Linked DNA regions of Gasterosteus aculeatus: region 2 is linked to region 1. A link is a contact called in public Hi-C data. All regions are on one chromosome and are shown on one strand. The core of a region is the stretch at or near the end of the contact, and the rest is flanking DNA. Distances in the headings are between cores, read along the strand shown.

Region 1 (5,572 bases), core at 1,179-3,678:
TCCTCGATGCTCATCTGATGAAGAGAAACAAACAATGTGCCCCAAGAAACTAGAAAACACACAAATATCATTTCAGACAAAGAATTCTTCAATCATAAGACTCATTATTTGTAGCTTGATTTTTACCTGAAACAACGTTTCACCACGATGGACAAACACGCAAAAAACCTCTATGCAGGATTCAGATATCGATTTAGAATGTCAACAGGATTAGTTTCAAACTATTAAGAACAAAAAATATTAAGATTATTAAGATGAATTGTTAATAACCCCAATACTAAAATGAATCAATCGTTGACAGGATGACACGGTAGTTGCTTTTTGTTCCATCCATCAAATGATGCATTAAATCCAGTATAGCTGAAGTAAAGCAGTGTAAACATGCGTGTGTACCTTGTCCTGGAGGAAAAGCACCACGTTTCGTGGCCCCTCATTCAGGGCCTTCTCCAGGTAGGAGGTGAGCTGCTGCTGCCCGATGATGTGACCGGCTGCAGGAGGAGGCTGAGTCGGTGACGAGATCCTGGAGGGGATTCAAATCACATGCAGCTGCAACGATTTGTCCAAACATGTAAGAATCTTACACAATTGTAAAAAGAAGTCATTTATTATGCAACACCAAGTATCTGATCATCTTTGAAAAACACAGTTCAAAACATTTGAAATGTAGTACAGTAAAAAGTCCATATTTAGAACAAAAAGCATAGAATACTTCAATAACGTCAAAGTAGCTCAAATTGTTTTGTAGTTTGAGTCGTAAACATTTGCACATGCATACACAGAAGCACCCCTTTAATTTCAATTATATTTCATGTATATTTCATATATACTTGTATTAATGTACTTCTAATTTCAATGTTTCTACTGTGTGAAAGTAGAACTTGAGCACTTCTCAATTGCTCCATCTTTTATCCATTCTTATGTTAGCTTCATGAACATTTATGGATTTGTATTTGAGTTATTCTTTTTTTTTTAAATTGTATTTAGCTGCTTGACACCAACAGAATTAACAAACTTGTTAAGAAGGCCGGCTCCATCATTGGCTGCAAACAGGACGGCTTGGAAAAGGTGTTGGAGGGGAGGTCACTGAAGAAACTGTTATCCATGTTGGATAATCCTGACCACCTGCTACAGGGACAGCGGAGCACGTTCTCCAACAGACTCCTTCAGCTCCGCCGTCACAAGGACCGATACAGGAGATCATTCCTGCCCAGTGCAATAACACTCTACAATACATCATCCCTGGCTAAATAATGACAATAACAACCCTGTACTGCTGTGATGTTGCTGCTCTTTCTTCTTCTATTATTATTGTCTCTTTTGGAAGGTTATTCTTTTGTTTCAGTTTATTTTATTTAATATTTCTCTTAATATATTGTATATAATGTGTATCTTTTTATTATATTTTCTTCCCTGTACATGCTGCTGTGATACCAAAATTTCCCTCTTGAGGAATCAATAAAGTATCAATCTATCTATCTATCTATCTATCTATCTTATGCTGTCCTTACCACTCAGGTCCCTCTTAGATATCTATATAATAACAGCCTCGGGTTCGTGTGGATGACTTAACGGTTATTTGTGATTAAATGAATGAACCCAATCACGTGACTGCTCACCCGTCAAACAGTCACGTCACCCGCCTAGTCACGTGACCAGGAATATTGCACCTGCCATTCACGAGGGTAACAGGGAAATACATATTCACTATTATAAAAAAACAACCTTTGAACGACAGTTGAGTCCGCATTTAAATTGGATTCTAGCATCCAACGTTAGCGGTCAATGCTAACGACGCCAACCGATGCCGTTAGCCGTTAGCGCTAGCTTAAAGGTAACCGTTAGAACCTCTTCTCAGAGACGGTAAAGCCGATAAAATGCCGCGGGACTCACCCGTCACTCGTCCACAGGAGGAGCGGCACCTGCTCGTCGCAGGACACCGAGCCCAACGCGTTCACCAAGAGCAGGAAAACGGCCATTCGCGCGAGGATGCCGCCGAGGTGAAGCGTCGCAGTCGCCTCCATCTTTCAGAGTCTCTGACAGCGGTTGACGTCGGAGGGCGCTCACGTGATGACGTCACGTGAAGACGCTCCTCTGCCTCCGTTCTCACTGCAGCGTCAAATTGCAATATAAAATGTTTATATACTTTTATTGAGGTGAGTTTTAAATACAGGACATTAGATTTGAAGCCAAAATCGTACTTTTAACTATTAATTAAAATGTCAACTAAACGTCATCAAGCTATGATGTCATGGGTTGAGCTGCACGTTCATCAGCTGCACCAATAAAGGGATGAAATCATTAATGCATTAATAATTATTCATGATTATAGATATTCCTCAGTGTCGGTTCTCCGTTATCTACCTTAGCTATATTTTGATGCTAATGTGAATGTATTTTTACTCAAGGAAAGTCAACAACATCAAGTACTTCTTCACAAGAATTCAGAGGTAAATATGCGTTATACTATTAACTATTAGGCAGGTACTGTACATACTGCAAGAACTACTCTGCTGTACTTTACATGAGTATTTCCAAATAGGATATAATACTTCTATTAAACTACATTTTTAAAAATCATGCGGCAACAACATTATTGGAGACTTAAGCGTCACGACACAAAATTAAAATTTAGAAAAGAATATTTATTGGCGTAGGAAAGAGTGTCAATCACAGTATTTGTAAAACAGCCACGGATTCTTTCCCCCGTTGTGAAAGCCTGCGATCTCTGTACATCTTTAACATTGTGGCATTCTGAGCTCCAAAGAAAACTTAACGGTTTAATACTTCATCTGAGAAAAGAAATGATTGGAAACTTCATGCGGCGCACAATCTGGAGGTGATGATGTAGGAGAAAAGAGGTAAAACATGGTGCTGATCAACCATTAGTAGCATCCGAACAATCATTTATTCTGCATGTTTATGTGCCAAACCGCTGTAAACGTTGACAGTGGGGTGCGGATTCCCTTCTTTAGGTTACAAGTCACGCACCTAAAATCCCTCCATGTGTTTGTGCACCGAGCAGCACGCGCTTACTGTCGTGAGCGCCGCCAGATTCAGCAGAACGCTCCTGGCTTTGTTAATCCTCAAGTAATGACGATTGTAATCAGCCTGATTAATGACCGGGTGACATCACACAAAGCCCCGCCCCCCCCGTCCTGTCAGTTGGGTTAAGGCTGCGAGGAATCACACCGGCGAGGAGATGAAAGAAGAAACGGTTCCGTAAGGCTATCGCTTCATTTTGAATAGACTTCCTGACAGGAAACAATACAGCATTACCGTTACCGTTTGTACTTTTATCGCTCTGCTAATTCTAAAGTGTTCATGTGGCGACACACAGGGCTTTTATTGTGAAACATTATGAACAGGTTTTTTTAATATCACCGTGTGCAGCATGAAGTCAAGACGGTTTATGGCACGGTGGGAAAAAAAGGCTGATTATCGACTGATTTCTTTGTTAAAAACCTCCTGAGTTTATTAGGCTGCAGTGTAAACAGATGTTTCTCTTTTGCTGTATTTCTGATAAAAGCAGCTGCTCCACGAGCGTTAAACTGATCCAGCTCTAAAAGGCTAAATCTATTTCGCCCAACGAGGTACCGTTTGCATCCCAGGTGAGATCCAAAAGACACCGCTGCAGCTTCCGCTTGTCGCCACAGGCGGCGCCACGGAGCAGCAAGCGCAGATCACGTGGGTTTAACCTCGCTGTGAGGGAGAGAACACGGCGGGTAAAAGGTGTAAAATAACATGAAATGCAGCTGAGCGACTCCGGCTCCGACGTGCGCGTCCTTGATTACCACCCGGCTAAATTAAAAGGACAAACTACTTCCTGGGTCGGCGCTGCTCGTTAGGGTCAAACGTACGTCGTGCCGCGAGGACTCGTCCGCCGCCGACGCCATCGGTTTGATGAGAACCGCAAAACATGCTTGTAAGTAGAGAAGAGGAAGAGAAACTAAATCATCATCGGCTTGGAGCTTTGCCACCAGCATGCAGTCTGGACCCAGGACGCAGTCTGGAGTCAGGACGTGGTCTGGATCTGACCGTGGAGGGCCTCGGCCTGAGCCTTCAGGCTCCGGAACTCCTCCTGGATGAAGTCGGTCAAGGTCTTCCTCATCTCCAGCTGAAAGCAAAGGTTTAGAGACGGGTTCTTGAAGTTCTGGAACACCAGTGGAGCCGAGTAGATCAAACTTTCTCAAAAGTTCTTGTCGTAGTTGACGATGCAGTTCTATTCATTTTTTTGAGCAAAATAAAAGCCAAATATTTGCTGGTTTCTGCTTCTGAAATAAGAGAACTTCCTTTTCCTCATGTTTCCTTTTAACATTGTTGGTTTTGGGGATTTCTGGTTGAACAAAAACACCTTGAAGGAATGAAGCCATTTTCTCCACATTATTAACACACTCCAAACAAGTAGGAAAACTCTATAAACAACAATAAAATAAACATCAGCAGATAAACAAGTGCAAGATGGGGTGCAGGATGAGGGGGCAGAGTCAGTGGGGTCCTCAGGCTTTATTCATTGGTATTTAGCTGAAAGTCAGTTCATTTCACATTCATTTGTCACTAAATAAACTTAAATAGAAACCTACGGTTATTTTAATCTATTTGGAGTCCAGCTTGTTATCCAATAACCAAAAGACCCAAACGTTCAAGAAATCACTTAAGAAGAAATTCACATTTGAGGAACAGAATTTGTGCCCCAGAGAAGATGCTTTATTATCACAAAAAGGTTTTTCCGTTTATACATGAAACGTCAAATAAAGGCTGGACCTCTTTATTTGAACTGAAGCAGCTCGAGTCTCTACTCGAGTCTCTAGATGCGTCACTGTGTGACGCCATGTGACCTTACGGGTACCTAACGTGACCTAACGGGTACCTCTTTGGTGCGATCTGGTCTCACCTGGCTCTTGTTTTCTGCTCGGAGGGATTCAACCAGCTCTTTCATGCTGAACGGTTTCCCCACCAGGACCGTGATCCTCTGCAGGGACCAAAAGAAGAAACAAAAGCCTTTCAATTAAAGCATTAATGACAGATCCCATGAGAAGCTGGCGTGAGGTTCTTGAGGTTCCCACCTTGCCGGTCCGAGGAATGTAGGGCGTCACGTTGGGCAGAACGTCGTTCAGACCTTAACGAGCAGTGAAGGAATATTCGCTTATTTAGACACCAACTCCAAGGACATCCACACCATAATAACAAGACGAGTCTCTTTACAAAGATCCTTTAACGCCACATACAAACAGATCCCCCAGAACTGATGGAATGCTTTAAATAAAGAACGCGTTTCTACCATAGGCCTCGTCATGCCGAGCAGCTTTACTTCCACTATAACAAAAGATCAAGTCCAACATAAACAGGGCATTTTTCGTTCCCTCTTTCTCTCTCAATCTTTAAAGCAGAGGGACGACACAGCAGCAACACGCCACCGCGTCGCCGTACTCACCCACATGCCACAGGGGCAGGATGACGGGATTGAGGGAGCACTCGGCTATCAGCCGGCCCACGCCTGAAACCCAACAAACGGTCATTGTACGTTCATCTCAACTCTGCGATGCTCGTGTTGAGCAGAAGCAAGTGTACTCAC
Region 2 (6,099 bases), core at 555-3,054, 91 kb before region 1:
CGTCGTGACTCGGCGGTACTTTAGAGGCCCCAGCTGTCCTTGGCAGTGGGGGGGGGGGTGGGGGGGGGGCGCACGCCGCCGGTGGCTCGATCACACACCGGAGGAGGTGACGTGAGGTCGGCTGAGGCCCCTCAGAGGCTTTGAAAGTGGAGTAAAAGAGTCATTCTGGTAATTCTTTTGTTGATTGATGAACAGCTAATATGTCACAGTTAATAGTTTAGCTCTTTGATCAGACGTTCTGCTGAGAACAATGGAAAAGATTACTTTGTACTCTACATTTAATTGGAAAAAGATTTTTTTTTTATTCATAAACTCAATGTTTATTTTTAGTTCTTTATTCATAAGTCTGTTTGTCACGTAACGGAACTCTGAAACCAAACCAGTGTCAATCAGCAGCTCATCAATCTCTGGATATTTTCCATTTCAACTGGTGAGTAGGATGACAGACAGGCAGTAAAAGTGAGAGACGTATCAAACAATGTCCCACGTGTCCACCACCAACGCACAACATTCAAGCCGTCCTCCGATGTGATGATCTTAACGAGATGTCCACAAACATTCCGAAGCGCTCCAAGTCAAACATCACATTTGCAACACAAAGTTTGGGTTAAGGCTGCACCGCACGCCGCGTGCTGGGAGGAGGAACACTGAGGGAGGCGGGACGGGGGACCAAGGTCAGGAGGTTGGACTAAAGGAAGTGCAGACGGACAGACGTCCTCCTCCCGGCCAGCACCTCATCTGGGTGATGGCTATTTCAGGAAAAATAATGCAGCGTGAGGACACACGTCGCCCCCGGCTCTGCCCCCTTCTCCCCCTTCTCCCCCTTCCCCCCCTCCCCTCTTCTCTCTCTCTTCCCCACGTCAACAATAAACATCCTGCCTGACTTTTTTTCAACCTTGATCATTTCCCCTCCCGTCTTTGGCGGGAACACTCGGTCACGGTTAGTTAAGAGCGGACAGCGGTCAGGCCGCGGTCGAACCGCTGGACTCAAGGTCGATTTAAACTGCAGCCGGAGAGCACGTGCGGCGAGATGGATGGAGGTAATCACAGAGGGGAGGGGGAGGGGGGGCACTGAAGGAGCAGGTGTGAGAGGAAGCAATGCGAGATGTGGATGGACTCTGGCAACATGTGCCAGAGTGTCCATGTCTGCTCAAACAAACACAAACACAGCACCTTCCATCTCAGGACAACCAGAGCAGTCATGCCGCCGGTGGGTTCGACTGTGCACCAAAACAATATCACCACAATACGATATCACCATACGATATCACCATGATACGATATCATCATACGATATCACCACGATTTGATATTACCATACGATATCACCACAGTGCGTTATCACCATACGATATCACCATGACACAATATTACCATACGATATCACCACAGTGCGTTATCACCATACGATATCACCATACGATATCACCATACGATATCACCATACGATATCACCATACGATATTACCATACGATATCACCACAGTGCGTTATCACCATACGATATCACCATACGATATCACCATACGATATCACCATTCGATATCACCATACGATATCACCATACGATATCACCATACGATATCACCATACGATATCACCACAGTGCGTTATCACCATACGATATCACCATACGATATCACCACAGTGCGTTATCACCATACGATATCACCATGACACAATATTACCATACGATATCACCATGACACAATATTACCATACGATATCACCATGACACAATATTACCATACGATATCACCATACGATATCACCATGGTACGTTATCACCATACGATATCACCACAATACGATATCACCACGATTTGATATCACCATACGATATCACCATATGATATAACCATACAATATCACCACGATATGATATCACCAGCACAGAATATCACAGGTACAGCTGAAGCTGAATAAAGGGGACGTTTCTTCTCACCTGCATCTTCTGCGCCCGCCGCTTGTCGGCCCTCTGGTTCTGGTGGTAGATGCGGCTGAAGTTGGACACGATGACGGGGACGGGCAGCGCGATGACCAGCACGCCGCTCAGAGAGCAGATGGAGCCGAAGATCTTCCCCGCGATTGTCTTAGGGACCATGTCTCCGTACCTGTGAGGCGGGGAGGAGACACTGAGCCTAACGTCTCATCTTGTGACATTGTTCTCACACACAATTACACACACACACACACACACACACACACACACACACACAGAGCTTAAAGCTAAACCTCTAAAACAGAATGCGGTGTAGTTTGTATACGTAATCACAAATAAAGCAGAAAGTAAAGAGAGAGAGAGGGAGAGACTATTAACCTTTCACAGAAGAGGAGACGTCATTAAGCACAATGCAATCTGAAATATTTGCAAGTCAAAAGCTTGAAACCTCGAAGACGGAAAACACTATTATAATAACTGTTTTAACCCCCCGGCCCCCTCTGTGTAAGTATGAAGTGTTCAGGAATTAACGGTGGAAATAAAAGCAGGAGAACTTCAAAAGCTGAGACCAGGACTTGAGCTGAAAAAGCCACCTTTATTCATAATAGACCTCATTCTTCATTCACGGGTGAACAGTTCAGGTCGTTTGTTCCTGTTCTTCTCTAAGCAAGAGTTCTGCTAAATTTATTGGAACTGACTTCAAATAAACCTGAAACGAAAACCCTTTCAGCATCTGGCTTTACGTATAATTATGTAAAATGTTCCAATAAATCTAATGAATACATCCAAACATAAATACAATAAATCTAAATGAAGCGTCTTACACGTTCAAGCTAAATGTGTGTGTAAAAATAAAACTTTGTTCTTTTAGTAAATTCTGGTCCTTTCAGAGTCAAACAGACCATGAACATGAGTTTGCGGTTTATTTACATTACAGATTTTCAATACCAACGGCTGTAAATAAATTCCATTGGGACGTCTGATCCGGGAGCTTTATAAGTACAAGTAGCACCACAGTTAAGAGGAAACATCTGCATTTTCTGGCTGAACTGAGACCTTTTTTTCTCTAGAAGACGTTCCTCTGTGACGGAGCTCCATAAACGAACACTATTCTGCTCAGAAAGTCGAGCTGGTGGCGCTGCTTTAATGATCCTCTCTGTCACGGCGGGTTGGATGAAGAGAGTGAGCTCAGATGCTCACAGGTTCCAGCAGGACGGAGCTCAATGTGAAGCCGTTTAGGTGGCGGACGGTTTCCACACGCGCAAAGTGTCGACTTACCCACAACTTTAACAGCCTTTCTACCCAAATTAGGCAAGAAGAGCCCACCGGCGGGCCGGAGGCTCCCTCGCCCCCTCCCTCCCTCCCTCCCTCCCACGCCCCCTCCCTAACCCCCTCCCTCCCCCCTCCCTCCCTCCGCAGCATGTTTCCATGACGAGGGAGGAAGAATCGTCATTCATCTTTAGTGGGACCCTATCGGACGGAGCCCCCCCCCCCCCTCCAGCTCCACAGTCAATCTGCCGCTGCCCCTCAGGTGGAGCCGGCCGGCGTCTGGTGATAGCATCACCTCGCCGCTCCACCCAGATAAGACCGGCTCGCACACATTAGAGAGAAGAAGCGCTGCATGTGACACCTGTGTGTGTGTGTGTGTGTGTGTGTGTGTGTGTGTGTGAGATAAGGACTTCACTGAAGGTGGATGTCTGAGAAACAGATAAAGGGAGCAGAATAATTTACACGTGTACACGACATCTACTACATTTACTATTTATGCACCGATAGTTCTGATAGCAGAGCTCTTTTGTTTCTCTCCTCTTTTGCATGAAATTTGAATTACAGCGTTTAAATTCTAGAGCATGTCGCTTCAACTCCGGGTTAATTGATATTTCCATGCAAAAGTTTAGGTGCAAGTGACGGCTTGTGATGAAGTGGAAGAAATCAAGTGCTCCTTGTTAAGGTTCCAGAGAGGGAATCTTTGAAATGGAGACAACAAGAACCAAATCTCCCAACTGGAGGTTTCTGCTCGGATGAAACAAACATCCATGTTTACCCGTAGAATCCTTGTTACGGGGTTATTGTGTTTTTCTCCACTTCAGCGAGAATCACTTCACCTTGTGCTAACGGCCGCTAACGAAGCTAACTGTAATACAACCGGATCTCTCGCTCTGTATTTATACTGTATACGTATACGTATGTGCATAACTATATATATATATATATATATATATACATGAATCCTGAGACACAGACAAACGCAGCAGGTCCATCCACACGGGTCAGTGGACAGGTGAGGGTTGTCACAAGTTGTTGAAGGTCTCTGTGGGTCATATTAATAAGGCTTCGGGGGCACTGGTGGGGGGTCACAGAGGGGACTAAGTGCTGTCCTCACAGAAGCCTGAGGACACGTGGATCTGTGAGGATGGCCGGTCACGTGATGTTGGGTCAAGAAGGTGAATTGTACACAACCATGACAGCGTAAACGTTTGAGCTCAGCTATAATAAAAATGCAGAGAAGCATGATGCGTTCTAACCTTCGCCCACGGGTCTGCACGCCCAGCGAGAACGTGAATACAGGTTGTGTTGATTGTGTCGGGATGCTTCTCTTGAATTCTCAAGATGACTTCACAAGTACAAATGAGAACTAATCATTATCTAGGGATGTATTTGTTTAGTTGTTTCCGTCAGGTGCTAAGAAGCTTCAGCACCACAGACAGCGACTGGAGATTCTATTCATAGCAAATGAGTCGGCGTTGCACGTCCTGTTCCCTCGTCTCTAATTAAGAATCTTTCTTGGGTTAATTTTTGGTTTGGTTTAAGGTCTGTGTTTAATACCAGCTGAAGACACGTTAGAGTTTAGTTGTCTGATATAAAACAGGTCAGTGAACGTCTGGCGAATCTTAAAAAGAGTCTAAATCAGATGGAAGTGGAGCTCCTTTGTGGTCTAATGTGAAGTCATGTGACCGTGCAATCAACAACAGAGTATCTTTGTAGGCTTCAAGTCTTTGGTTAAGAACGGGAGATGGTCACAAATTGTCCATACTTTAATTTGTAGTCCATAGTTGAAGCCTTACAGGCATTAAAAACTGTCTTAATACCTGAAGATGTGTTTGGGTGTGAGAAGGTGGTATATCACAACATCACATACAACATATTCTACCGTCATACTTTGCACCAGGACAATGCGTGAACCTTGATTTAGAGAAATATAATATGATTTTGCCGAAATGTTATAAATTGTAACAATCCGAAATATGAGATTCATGAGTCCGGCTTGACAAAAATATCAAGGGCCAAGACATTTATTGAGAAAATACACTTATTTCTCCTGTGATATTCACAACTCCACCTCCACAGATGATGATGCCTCGTAACAAAATAAAAAACACACCGGCGAGTAGATGCGATCCGTCATTTTCATTGGGCGACCCGTCACGGGCCGCTGGAGCTGCTTTGGGTTCAGCCGAGTGAAAGACGGTTTCTCCGGGTCTTTAACCCTCCAGCGTCCATCCATCTGCACGCTCATCTGACATTTCATGGCCAGTCACTCCGATGGAAGCAGATCCGATGATACCGGGGAGAACCATCCGTAATCGACCCCCCCCCCCACAAATGTCACCGCGGGAAAGAAGGAAGGAAGGAGGTGCAGAGGACGAGCAGGTACCCCTGTAGGCCGAGGAGGAGATAGCGATAGCGTGGATGCTAATACGCAGAAGGTTCTGATCCGATCTATTCTCTGGAACTATTATAAGACGTATTTACAGCAAAGTGTTCGTAAAGGTCTGAGAGGGACGTGTGAGCCTGAGGGACACATGTAAACCCCTCTGAGCCTGACGGGCGGCATGGACTCTGCTATCGATCCTGATGGGTCACCCATCGGCATGCTAACGTACGTTAGCTACGTACGGGAACTACTGATGGAGTCGGGAGATGCGTTGCAGCTAAAACGGCGTTTGACCCTTAAGAATCGTATCCGTCTGGGGGGTCGTATTACAAGTTGTGTCGTAGATTAGTATCTTTGAATTTGTGCTCCTACAAAGACGTTAATGAATCGCTGAATGACTTTACAACAGCTCCGTCACTTTTGTTGGATAAAGATGTCTTCGTTTCATAAAAGCGAAGTTATCTGTATTCCGAGCCGACTTCCACTATCGCTTCATCCCTTC

What was found. A called contact is a pair of places that touch in the nucleus more often than the background predicts.
Region 2: a Hi-C map of skeletal muscle shows a contact between it and region 1, with 3 times the contacts expected there. The contact joins the enhancer-like site here to the promoter of atp6ap1a in region 1. A contact is called at or near these places in 2 of 6 Hi-C or Micro-C datasets (both in skeletal muscle).

The regions. Positions count from the first base shown.
Region 1 is chr2:1,148,525-1,154,096 of fGasAcu3.hap1.1, reverse strand. It overlaps atp6ap1a (ATPase H+ transporting accessory protein 1a), which reads right to left and starts at 2,428. Exons shown (of 11, transcript XM_040193260.2): 1 at 1,891-2,428; 2 at 394-520; 3 at 1-14. The coding sequence starts at 2,021. tafazzin (tafazzin, phospholipid-lysophospholipid transacylase) reads right to left here. Exons shown (of 11, transcript XM_078081575.1): 8 at 5,432-5,494; 9 at 5,064-5,116; 10 at 4,892-4,969; 11 at 2,622-4,114. The coding sequence ends at 4,013.
Region 2 is chr2:1,238,601-1,244,699 of fGasAcu3.hap1.1, reverse strand. It overlaps LOC120828718 (A-type voltage-gated potassium channel KCND3), which reads right to left. Exons shown (of 8, transcript XM_040192238.2): 3 at 1,946-2,114. Among protein-coding and RNA genes, the nearest start is that of ddx20, 21 kb to the left of the region's middle. Within about 2 kb of position 1,804, at least 1 of the 9 cell types and tissues checked has open chromatin away from gene starts, as enhancers often do.